2 separate regions of the Zea mays genome follow, and region 1 is linked to region 2. The links are chromatin contacts, called in public Hi-C maps. All regions are on one chromosome and are shown on one strand. Each heading gives the region's core, a stretch centred on a gene start, on an enhancer-like site or on the middle of the called end of the contact. The rest is flanking DNA. Distances are from core to core; before and after follow the strand shown.

The links. Hi-C and Micro-C count contacts between places; a contact is called where the count stands out from the background.
Region 1: a Hi-C map of tassel shows a contact between it and region 2, with 2.3 times the contacts expected there. The contact joins the enhancer-like site here to the promoter of LOC100382361 in region 2. A contact is called at or near these places in 3 of 25 Hi-C or Micro-C datasets (ear, endosperm and tassel).

The regions. Positions count from the first base shown.
Region 1 is chr4:36,570,219-36,576,821 of Zm-B73-REFERENCE-NAM-5.0, forward strand. No RefSeq gene overlaps it. Among protein-coding and RNA genes, the nearest start is that of LOC103653092, 52 kb to the right of the region's middle. Within about 2 kb of position 2,178, at least 12 of the 20 cell types and tissues checked have an H3K27ac peak or open chromatin away from gene starts, as enhancers often do. A contact at or near this core is called in ear and tassel, where this site is marked.
Region 2 is chr4:36,498,181-36,504,872 of Zm-B73-REFERENCE-NAM-5.0, forward strand. It overlaps LOC100382361 (Chaperone protein dnaJ A6 chloroplastic), which reads right to left and starts at 1,740. Exons shown (of 8, transcript NM_001175106.1): 1 at 1,566-1,740; 2 at 1,034-1,192; 3 at 808-946; 4 at 661-718; 5 at 322-364. The coding sequence starts at 1,161.

The DNA of each region.
Region 1 (6,603 bases), core at 928-3,427, 72 kb after region 2:
AATTCTTTGTCGAGTGCCCGACAAAAAGTACTCGGCAAAGAGGCCGTTGCCGATGTACAGTTCGCCGAGCGTTCTTTGCCGAGTGTTACACTCGGCAAAGCCTTTGCCGAGTGTAAAATAGCCTTTGTCGAGTGTCCGAGACACTCGGTAAAGGAGCTGTGTCCGGTAGTGATATGTTGCACGGGTCATGTGGCTTGAAGGTCCCGCAGACGTTGCCTTGAAATCGGACGAATGAGCTCCTTCATGCAGATGGGTCATGTGGCTTGTTCCCGCAGACGTTGCCTTGAAATCGGACGAATGAGCTCTTTCGTGCAGACGTGGACGCAGGACAGAAGCCGTTTCCATCCGGCTTTAAAGTATAGGAAATTTAACAGTTCATATACTCTGCTTGCTTGATCTAACATTGTTGTGAAATTACCATGATTGGCTCCAGTGCTACTAGCAACCCTATTCTATGATTTATATTGGCATAGACATACATGTAATATATTTGTGCATTCTTGATTCCACTTGTAATTTCTGGAATTTTCTCCTTATATGATCTATCATTGTTGTCAGCTTGCATATTATCCTATAGTGAACGACTAAGTTTGGCTTACTATTTGGTACTGCTATATAGCAAGATATGCATGTCGTTATGTTTGTTAATGTATCTTTGGGCAAGTGTAGATAATTCTAGACCACCCCTTTCAACATTGTTGTCTGACTAAGTCCGAAAGCTAAAGCAACTTAGTGTCCAGACTCTCTCAAAGTCAACTAATTCTAGGTGATCCATGAAGAATTCCTAGAATCTTTTGACCTTGTTATTGGAAAAAAGTAATTAGTGACAACTTCCACATGTCGTTGGCAAACTTTCTTCGACTAATTCTTTAGTTCATTGTTGTATATTTTCTGTGATGTGAACAGTTCTCAAAAGATCCCAATAAAAATAAAGAAAAAAGGCATGGTTGAGCGAGGGGTGTCTGAACCAGTTTAACGTCTGGTGCAATAACCTCAAGCTTATTGAAATTATCTATGAAGACAACGATGCGAAAAAGATGGTGGAGATTTTGTTGAGCATTTCAAGGGACCTGCCCAAGAATAACATAAATCTCACCCAGGTTGACCCGCTTAGTCCAGGTCATCTCGCACTTGTCACACTGTGGCTTTTATGAACTTTACTTGCATGCCTCCGCTGTGTTTAGACGTCCTTAGGTGAACTGTTGGGCATGTTCTTTTGGACTCGTTTCTAGATAATTTAATTGTACGAGCTATGGTATTGATTTTTGTGTGGCTTCGTGCTCAAGACTCAAGTCCTTATGGTGTAAGCTTGCATGCTGCAACGCGAATAGAAAGTTGCATTTTTGCTTCGTTTCTTTGCATATTCAGTTTGGTGGATGCAAGCGAAGATGAATCTTCGAGTTCATTTCGTCTTTTTGTTGAGCCTGCACGCGTTGACTAATATAAGAAAGTTAAATCCCAATCTGTTACGCTTACACTTCGCACTGATTTGAGATAAACTGTGAAGTATATATATTAGCATTTGATCCTGACGAACCATGGTTGATATGTCCATCAGCCATAGATTGGTGCTCTCATCAACAATCACATTGCTATGCCTTATTTGAGCTATGTACATGAACTAGCATATGTAAGCTCTGCATTTGGCATGCATAATTGTAGCTTGTAAATCTCCTTATTGAGATCGATAATATATGTGGTGTTCTATTTTGTTGAATATTTTGTATTACGTTGGTCTGTTGCAATAAACGGATACCTGAGGGGTAGGCTGCCTCCTGGTTCTGCCCATCCTAGTTCCTCCGCTCACAACCAACCAGTGGCGGAGGATGCATCAAAATTAAGGTGATGCTAACGCGACGACGAAAGAAAATTTACAATATAGTTTAAAGCAATTCATATCTACAAAATAAGTGACAAATGTGGAAAATTACCTTCTTTCCCTATGTTTGATCAACGTGCGGAGCAGCAGAATAGAGCTTGGAGTAGGCGCAGATGGACTATGGTGCGGAGGCACAGATGGTGGAACACGGCCAAAGCTAGTGGAGCTAGGTACCTAGGCCTGGGCGTTGGTGGAGCATGGCCTATGTGGCTGGCCGGAAGCAATAGGAGATTGGCCAGCTCAGCCTAGGTGTAGGAGGAGACGCGACCACGTGGGGTAGAGCTTGGCCAGCGGCCTTGGCCGGAGCTCGGTAGGACAGGAGCGTCGGTGGCTCAATAGTGGGCCAGAGCCCGGAGGGGGACTGCGTACGTGTGTCGGACGGCTAGAGCGCATGCAAAATAGGCCATAGAGTCATGGTGGTCTAATGCAGAGCTCGGGTGACCGTTCTCCAGCGCTGCACCGGCAACACGGTGACCATGACCGACGACAATGCGTCAGCGGCTTGCTTGGCGGCGGCGCTCGGCAGAGGGAGAGTACGTGAGCAGACACGTGAACAGATGGCCGTTACTTAGGTTAGACATTAGCATTTTTATTGTTGATCCTTTCTTGTGTTAGGCTATGGTATTGCTCAAGCAACACTAAGCAATATTGGGCCCTCCACCCCTACGACCAACCGCTCTTCGCTCTCTCCACCCCCCTGTTGAGCACCAAAATAGGCAGGACGGATAGTCCGCAACAGTAACGCGGACGGTCTGCGCGCGCATAGAGCCAGTTAGGGTTCCGAGTTTCTTGCTATGGTTGTTAGCTAAATTCGCGGAATTAACTCGGGAGATTAGCTTGTAACGGGTCCAGACCTCCCCTTTCCGTTTTTCCAATTCCTAGGAGTAGGAGTAATTTAACCTTAGGATTAGATCTAGTTTAGTCTTCCACAATAATCTCTACTCAGCTCTACGCCAATTAGAGGAGCATCGGGCGGCCTGCCGACCCAGAGCAACCCCTTGGAACTCTCCCCCTCGATGGGATATCTCCCAGGGCGAGTTCTAGGGTTCTTTGCAGAGAAGAAGACCCTCTACGCTATCGCGGATCATCTGGCCCCAAGCGCGGACTGTCCGAATGTGTGCAGAGGAGCAGTCGCTCCTGCGCCAGGTTGCGGACCGTCCGACCCTGTGTCGCGGACCGTCTGTGCCTCCGCGGAGAGCCCCGCTAGGCGATCCGTTCCCGTGTTTGGCGCTCGATCGGCGCCAACACACTTTTTGGCGACTCCACTGGGGACTAGGTGTCTAGATCTACTAAAAATCAGCCCATAGATGGTCGGTTCTAAGGATCACACCAAGATCTCCACCACCAACATCATCAAGCCGGCCATGGAGGCACTCTCGGCTGATGGCCAATGACCCTTTGAGGACCTCGTGATGCGCGAGAAGGAGGTGATGTGGCAATGGAACGAACAACGTGACAAGGAGGAGGCGGAACTACTGCATAAACTCTCCGAACGACGCAAAGAGGCGGCGGAAAAGTACTTGTCACACTTCACGGTGGATCGCTAGCAGAAGATCATCTGTCAAGGGGAGATCGATATGGAATCTCTCCTATCTCCGCTTCAGGGTCCTGCTGTAAGTGCTCCAGATGTATCTCTTACGACTTTTATGGATCAACGAGGAGATCAGTTAAAACAATATGTAGATGAATCTATTAAAATGCATATACGTTCATATGAGAAATCAACTGTTCCTAGTTTTCAGTCACGTGAGTCTAATACAGAGCCACCCGCACCGAGCACATCGGCTACAAATGGGTCACCCTTGGCCAAGCCATCATATGGTATGCCGATGCATGCGGTCGCGTCACCATCGCAGCCGCCGTCACTAGGCACGCGACAGGTTCTGGACTCGACCCGACCGTCCGAGCATCATTTCAGACAATTTGGCTACATCGTGGACCATTCGGCGCATTTTATCGGACCGTCCGACCCGACACAGGCCTGCACACAGATCGCTCAGGTCGCACCATGCATGGCCGGATCATCCGGGTACAACCCCCGATAATTCGACCCTATCGCGGACCGTCCAATACATTACGCTGGACCGTTCGAATATGTCGTGGACCGTCTGGTACCTTATGCCGAACCATTTGGACATGTCGTGGACCATCCGGTACCTTATATCGGACCGTTCGGATATGTCGCGGGCCGTCCGATACCTTACGCCGGACCGTCCGGATATGGCATGAACTAGCCGGTGTATTACGCCGGACCGTACAACTCTACACGAGTCCACGCGCAGACCGCCCAAGTCGTGCCATATATGACCGAACCGTCCGGGTATAGGCCTGGACCATTCGGCCCGATCGCGGACCGTCCAGCCCTTTACGACAGATGGTCTAGGTACGAGACTACCCAGGCAACACCATATATTGCTGGACAGTTCGGATATACCTTCGGACCATTCGGCCCGGTCACGGACCGTCCGACCCCTTATGTCGTACCGTCCGGGTATGTGTATGCAGAACCAAGAGCTGCACAATACACATAGTCCGCACACTCATCGCAACAACATTATGGTGCCCCACCAGCAACACATTATAACCATGCCATACCACCTCATGGACACAGGGCTGAATACTGTTCGGCCACTAGAGAGCTTGAGAGGTATAGGGCAGGAGCTGGTGACATTAATAGGACACCTAACACACACCTCAGACGTCCCTAGGAGGAAAGTCGACAAAGTGATGTCAGACAACCTGAGATTTCTACCCACAAACTTAATGGATGGTCGTCAGACATGGTGGAGAGGATTAGAGACGAGGTAGTCGAGATGTTCAGGGACAAACTCGGTGTTAGTGTGTCAAGTATAAGGCAATCGTATCGGAAGCCTTATAGCCACTGATTCGACACCTCGTATCCACAGGGGACTAGGATACCAGACTTCTCTAAATTTTCCGGTGAAGGTGGGAAAAGCACGCACGAACATATAAGCCAATACATAGCACACTTATGAGAATTGGCTGATGGGGAAGCCTACCGTGTTCGTTTATTCTTGTTGTCCCTTACCAATACCGCATTCGTGTGGTACACGACTCTGCCACCTAACTCTATTAACTCTTGGGAAGAATCAGAGCGGAAATTTCATGAGCACTTCTTATCAGGAGAACATGAGTTAGAATTAGCTAATTTAGCTTCAATCCGACAGGGGCCTGAAGAATCTGTTAATGACTATATCCGGAGGTTCCGAGATACTAGAAACCGATGTTTTTAGATCCATGTCGCGGAAAAACAACTAACAGGGCTTGCCTTCAATGGGTTGTGACCTTACTTAAAAGAGAAATTAGATGGTACCCAATTATTTTCGTTAGTACACTTACACCAGTGGGCTTTGACCTATGAAAGCCGAAGTAAAGAAACATCAAAATTAGCTAATAAGATGCATCTAGTAGGGTGCGATAATTCGGACAATGAATCCACATATGTATATACCACCGAACTTGTTTGGCCAACACAGGCTAAACCTTCTTCGTGTTCTTCTTTACAGTTGATTCAAAAGAATCGGCAAGAAGAAGTTAAATTTACTTTTAATGTTCTCCTGGTGAATTGAAAAGATGAGCTTACTGCAAATGGCATAATTCTTTTAACCATGCCACCAATGATTGTAATGTTTTCCGAAGACAGATACAATCAGCCATAAATGAGGGCCGGTTGAGTTTTCAGGAGATGCAAGTGGACACACAACCATTTTCTATCAATACAATAGAGCTAGCAAACAAAAGGGTCTTGATTCGGCCAGAAGTGTCCGATAAAGGCAAAGGAAAAACATCATCACTGGTGATCCTCGCACGTCGAATATATCACAAGGAGGAATTGCTCGGAAAGCTTCGGACAAAAAGATTAACAAGTCTGGAGGCGTCGGGGGGGAGGCTCAATCGAACAGTCGAGCAAAGGTACCTGCCTTGAGCATCGCGGACTGTCCGGCACCTACGCACGGACGGTCCAATGCTCATGCAGATGGTCCAGCTAACCAAGCCGTACAGTCCACCCATGGACAGAAGCACCAGTCTCCACACAAAGCAAAAAAGGGATGCAAGGGCAAAACACATGTAACACACATAGTCAGCTAGTCAAAGTCGGCCCTACTTTTGATCAATTGCTCTCCAAGTATGATAGCAAGAAGGCCATTCTACGCAATCGGCCAGCAAAGAAACCCTGAACAAAACGATCAAATAAAACAGCTCAAAGGGCGACACAACAAGCCTCACCTATTCATCCTGTGATACCAGGATGCTCTCCACCCGCCTACTCATCGTCGATATGTTGTGCTGTCCAAATGTGGAATGGTACGATGATGAACCCATGGTACATGCATAGTTCCTTTGTCTATTCAGGCTGGGGGCACCTCCATTCTATACCTTTTGATCCATGGTCATGGCCGAGAAAGATGCAACCTGAAACGACCTATATGCATTAGAGCTCTATTGAATGATCACCCTATTGGTTTGAAAAGTCGGTGACTTGCATCAGGCTTAGTACATATGTTTTTGGTTAGTCAACCTACACCAAAAGGCAAGGGGCATTTGTTGAGCACCAAAATATGTAGGGCGGACGGTCCGACCCTGAGGCCGGATGGCCCACGACAGTAGCGCAGACAGTCCGCGCGCCCACAGAGCTAGTTAGGGTTCCGAGTTTCTTGCTACGGTTATTAGCTAAATTCGTGGAATTAACTCGAGAGATTAGC
Region 2 (6,692 bases), core at 490-2,989:
GAGAAAAAAAATGGCGCGAGTGGGTTGTGGCGAGGCCAACGTGCCTGAACAAGGCGCCAAAACTAAAAAATGGTGCGACTGGGCTCTTCGGGAGTGGGAAACTAGTTGCTACATGTAGAGATCAAATTGGCTGGGATAGCAACTTAGTAAATTTACCAAGTTGATTTCAGGAGCTGTTGGAGAGGGGGTTTTATAAAAACTCTCCAAATTTCTTGTTTAGGGGATTCTTTAGGCGACTACTGGAGTTTCTCTAAGCATCCGAAAAGCAAAAGAATGGTGATGATAGTAGCTGAAAAGTGATTATTGCAATAGCCAACTTACTTGTTTACATCTGGATGATAGCTCCTAGCAAGCTTCCGATAGGCTGGAAAATAAAAGGATTCAGGACCATTTTGTTACAAGTGATATCATCATATCTTAAATCAGCATTGGTTTTATTTTTAAAAGTGCACTGTATTATTGGAGCAGCATTGAAGTGGGAGTATGGAAGATGGACTTTGAGTAAATCTGGGTTCTGACAAAGTGAAAAGTCGCAAGTTTTTGCATGGCATATTACATGACAACCACAACCAGATAAAATCAAGGTAATGAATTCCTCTAACACATAACGATCAAGTGGAAAACATCAACAGCATGATCAACTAAACAGAAGATACCAACCGCTCTTGATTTCAGATTTACTAGCATTTCTTGAGACACCAAGTACGTTATAGAAATCCTGTCATTTGATATTTAAATCCAAGTAAGAACGGAAGACATTTTGAAGCAATAATGTAAGCAAAACAGGAAGACAAAAGAATAGCTCACAGCTTCAGCTCTGACGACAAAACTTGAGCCCCTTTTCTGGCGAGATCTTGACGACGGTACATGGTTTATTTGTTCAGAAGAGGTCTGTGAATGCAAACTATAACTAGGTGATAGCAGGTGTTTACCTCTACCTCTTGAACTGCACAGAGACAGTAGAAACAAACTTAGTTTCCTAAAGTTAACTACATGGTACCTACCAAATACTATCCGAATTGTGCAGGCATACCTGGTTTTCGGTGCCAGGAACCTTGCATCGGCATAGGTAGCCCTTGCAACTGCAGGCGGCGAGGATAGCGGCCGAGGTTTTTCACCGAGTTGGGGAAGCAAGGCACCATTGAACTGTACTAGCGCCATGTAATGTATTGTTACACGTGTGTAACACCAGCTGAAATATGACGGGAGGCAGAGTCAAGAGCTTCGCTACATACATTAGGCATTCCAGGAATGCAGGTGACCAGGTGTCAGTTAGATCAGACGTTCTTGCATAACAAACTATCTACTAATGACGAGACATGAGTTGTAATTCAGAACCCAGAAACAGACGTGGTCTCATACTTTCATTGGAGAACCACGCCACAACGCAGGGGCCGACCCAGGCATGACATGTACCCGATAGTTTTTTTTGGCAAGGAATAGTAGGTATCATCCATGTGTGTACTCGTTGGTAAGGTCAGATCCGAATACAGGCAACTTATTACTATAGGGTTTGGGGCGCTCCTTTCCTAGCAGCGCGAGGGGAAGAGAGGAGCGGGGCGTACCTGGTGGGCACTCGTCGCCGGCGGAGGCGCGTAGGGAAGGGCGCGCGGGAGAGGAAAAGGGAGATGGGGAGAGGGTGAACGCACCGCGGGCAGCGGACCGCGACGCGCACTGGCGTCTGGATGGCGCGCGGAGGCGGCGCGCGGCGGGAGAGGCTGTGCAGGTGCGGGGGGAGGAGATGATGAGAGGGGAGGGCTGTTGAGTGGTGAGTGGTGAACCGGTTGGAGATCGAGGGTACTTTTGGAAGATCCGTCTCATTTCTTTTTTTTCTTTTATATCTTTATATACTATCTACTAGTTATATGTCCGTGCGTTGCCACGAGACAAGAGAGCGTGGGGAGCGGCGCATAGGCTACAAATATAATTTTTGTTTATTTCTAAACAGTAAGATATGTGTGGTGTGGTGGTTAGCCCCCAAATTTTTTGAGTAGAATGGTGTGGGTTCAAATGCTCGTTCTGCACTATTTTTCTGGGTGTGGGAAGGTGAAACCGTGGTAGCACCAGTGCCTACATTAGGTTCTTATTAGAGTAGTATAGATATAGATAGATTGTTTTCAACGTTTGCATACAAGATCAATGCAAAAATGGGAGGTTAGTTCGGATGGCATGTGTTCTGAAATAATTGATTACCCTTGTATTGGACATGCTATGCAATACATACAACACATTATGTTTGTAACTGAATGTACCTTTTGGTCCGATGTTGGAGTGTTGGGACAAAGAAAGGAAAGAAATGGTGACTATCAAAATCATTACGACATTAAGAAGTACATGGGTGCTGCAATGATAGAAATTGGCATGCTCGAGCAGCTTGCAAAATGTACCTCTTACCATAACCTCTTTCATTTTAACGATAATCACAAGAATTCAAGTGGTGGTACGTGGGCATTCCATTTTATTATGATAATATGTACATTTTGCAGCCTATATTATGAGAAAGAAGGATTTTGGCTTCTAAATATGACGTGATGATATCTTGATTAGGGAATGCAGAAAAAAAACAGGAGGGCATAATGATGTGCCTAATCTATAGAGTTGTCTACCATAACATATGTAGTTTCTATGTTAGAACTACGCATAAAGAAGCTTCCCATGTTCTATCTAGAAGGCTCTGGAGTTATTAAGGCCAGCTTTCAGTAGTAGGAGAGCAATAAAAAAGGGGGAGAGTGGAGACTGGTATCATGGTATGGATGCTTACTGCAACTGCCCTATTGTTGACTTCCACGACGGCGCACTTGGCCATCCTACTCGTTGTTGTTGCCGGCGTGGTACCCAACGTTGAGCTTCCTCTCCCTCCACAACTTGGTCCTCAACTGAGAAACAACTTGAAGGTCCATCATGGCAGATCCAATCTGCAAAGGCTCATGCTAAGATCCGTGTCCACGAGAGAGGGTGGGTGGGTGTGGCAGGAGGGGGTGGCATCGCGTGCGGTGGCGGGCATCACAACGTTGGGGGGAGAGGGGACGCGAGCGCTGATGGCGGGGTGAAGATCTCGTGCATGTCGTCGATGCGGGTGGAGCAGCAGTCGCGGGTGGGTTGGATATATCGTCCATGTCGCTGATGCGGGTAGAGCAACAGTCGCGGGTGGGTTGGAGATCCTGTCCATGTCATCAATGCGGGTGGAGCGGCGCTGAGGCGCGTGGATATGCTACCGTAGTTGGGTCGGAGGCGGAGGTGGGGGCAAGGCGGGGCATGGTCGGGTCTCTGCACCCGCGGGTGGGTAAGAATATCTTCTACGGTTCACTCTATAATTCTATATTTCTTCATCTATATCCTACTCACATACCACATCGGCGTTCTCTCTCCGTCTATATCTCTATTATGTACAACGGTTCACTCTAAATCAACCCTTATACCCCACCATACTATTATTATATACATTTCTCTTCAACTAACTCAACTACCAGTTTTTATTTGTTTTTATTTTCTACAGGACGTCGTCCACTGTTGCAAAAATTACGACCCGTGTATATTATTTTTAATAATTATTGATTGTATAATTATTATGTCTACTAATCGTTGCACTTTTTTTTGTTACACTACATGTAGCCGCAAGAATTTCTAAATAATAAATAAATCTCAAAATCTTCAACTTTCTCTTCGTTGGTAGGCTCCAGAAGTGAAAGTCGCCTAGAGGGGGGTGAATAGGGCGAATCTGAAATTTATAAACTTAAGCACAACTACAAGCCGGGTTAGTGAAAGGGAATTAGGCTTACACCTATTTCCTAATTGATTTTGGTGGTTGAATGGCCCAACACAAATAATGGGACTAACTAGTTTTGCTCTAGTCTATAAGTTATACAGGTGCCAAAAGTTCACACTTAGCCAATAAAAAGACCAAGAAAAGGGTTCAACAAAAAGAGCAAGGGACAACCGAAGTGTGCCCTGGTCTGGCGCACCGGACTGTCCGGTGTGCCACCGGACAGTGTCCGGTGCACCAGGGGACTCCAAGCTGAACTCTTCACCTTCGGGAATTCTCAGAGGTGCTTCGATATAATTCACCGGACTATCTGGTGCACCACCGGACAGTGTCCGGTGCCCCAGAGGAGAGCGACTCTGAACTCTCCAGCTTCGGGAATCCGCTCCGCTATAATTCACCGGACATGTCCGGTGCACACCGGACTGTTCGGTGAGCCAGCGGAGCAACGACGACTTCGCGCGCAACGGTCGACTGCAACGCATTAAATGCGCGCCTGCGCGCGCAGAGGACAGGGCACGCGCAGGTGGCACACCGGACAATCTACAGGACTTGTCCGGTGCGCCACCGGACAGCCAGGCGGGCCCACAAGTCAGAGTTCCAACGGTCGGAACCCAACGGCCTGGTGACGTGGCTGGCGCACCGGACACTGTCCAGTGGCGCACCGGACTGTCCGGTGCGCCATACGACAGCAGCCTCCACCAAACGGCTAGTTTGGTGGTTGGGGCTATAAATACCCCAACCACCCCCACATTCAAGTCATCCAAGTTTTCCACCTTCCAACTACTTACAAGAGCTCTAAGCATTCAATTCTAGACACACCTAAGTGATCAAATCATCTCCCAATTCCACAAAAGCTTTAGCGTTAAGTGAGAGAGATTTGTTGTGTTCTTTTGAGCTCTTGCGCTTGGATTGCTTCTTTTTCTCATTCGTTCTTGCGATCATCTCAATTGTAAACAAGGCAAGAGACACCAATTGTGTGGTGGTCCTTGCGGGAAGTTTGGTTCCCAATTGATTTGAGAAGACAAGCTCACTCGGTCCGAGGGACCGTTTGAGAGAGGGAAAGGGTTGAAAGAGACCCGGTCTTTGTGACCACCTCAACGGAGAGTAGGTTTGCGAGAACCGAACCTCGGTAAAACAAATCCGCGTGTCACACTCTTTATTCGCTTGCGATTTGTTTTGCACCCTCTCTCTTGGACTCGATTATATTTCTAACGCTAGCCCGGCTTGTAGTTGTGATTAAGTTTGTAAATTTCAGATTCTCCCTATTCACCCCCCTCTAGGCGACTTTCAATTGGTATCAGAGCCCGGTGCTTCATTAGAGTGAGAGCACCTAGAGGGGGGGTGAATAGGTGATCCTGTGAAACTTGAAACTTAAGCCACAAAAACTTGGTTAAGTGTTAGCACAAATAATGCCAAGTGGCTAGAGAGGAGTCTCAACAAAACACAATAACCACAAGAGATCAATCACAGAGATGGCACAGTGGTTTATCCCGTGGTTCGGCCAAGACCAACGCTTGCCTACTCCACGTTGTGGCGTCCCAACGGACGAGGGGTGCAATCAACCCCTCTCAAGCGGTCCAAAGACCCACTTGAATACCACGGTGTTTTGCTTTGTTTTTTTAATCCCGTTCGCGAGGAATCTCCACAACTTGGAGCCTCTCGCCCTTACACTTGAAGTTCACAAAGAAGCACGGAGTAAGGGAGGGATAAGCAACACACTCAAGACAAGAAATCACAGCACCACCACGCACACAAGTCGTAACAAGAGCTCACAACACAACTCAATGAGTTCACAACTCAACTAGAGCTCTAATTGCTATCGCACAGAATCAAAGGCGTGGAATCGATGTCTTAGTGCTTAGGAATGCTTAGAGGATGCTTGGTGTGTTCCTCCATGCGCCTAGGGGTCCCTTTTATAGCCCCAAGGCAGCTAGGAGCCGTTGAGAGCATTCCAGGAAGGCAAATCTTGCCTTCTGTCGCCTGGTGCACCGGACAGTCCGGTGCACACCGGACAATGTCTGGTGCCCGATTTCTTTCCTTAAATGGCGAAGCCGACCGTTGCAGATTTGGGAGCCGTTGGCGCACCGGACATGTCCGGTGCACACCGGACAGTCCGGTGCCCCCTTCTAGCCGTTGGCTCGGTCACGTGTCCCGCGCAGATCGCGCGGCCGACCGTTGGCTCACCGGACAGTCCGGTGCACATCGGACAGTCCGGTGAATTATAGTCGTACGTCGCCGGTGAATTCCCGAGAGCGGCCAGTTCGCTCGAGCCAGCCTGGCGCACCGGACAGTCCGGTGCTCCCAGACTGAGCAGAGTCTTGGCTGCTCGAGCCAAGACAATTCCAATTCGATTTTTCCTGTTTCCAGCACTTAGACACAATACATTAGTCTCTAAAACAATGTATTAAGTCTGAGAAACATACCTTTATCCTTGATTTGTACTTTATCCACCATTTTATACTTAGGCATTTGTGTTGGACACTAAATCACCAAAACATTTAGAAATGGCCCAAGGGCACATTTCTCTTTCAATCTCCCCCTTTTTGGTGATTTATGCCAACACAACATAAAGCAAGTAGAACAAGTACAAAATCAATTCAAATAAGAACTCAAATTTGTTTTGATTCATTTTTGGCATATATGGATCATCCTTTGCCACCACTTGGTTTGTTTTTGCAAATCAAACTCAAATTTCTATCTCTAAGTCAAACACACATGTTGAAACATAAAGAGAGTCATTACAAGAGAAATTGATTCAAGATTTCAAAAACTCCCCCTTTTCCCATAATCAACATTTCTCCCTGAAAGTCGCCTAGAGGGGGGTGAATAGGGCGAAACTGAAATTCTCAAAAATAATCACAACTACAAGCCGGGTTAGTGTTAGAAATATAAACGAGTCCGCGAGAGAGGGAACAAAACAAATCGCAAG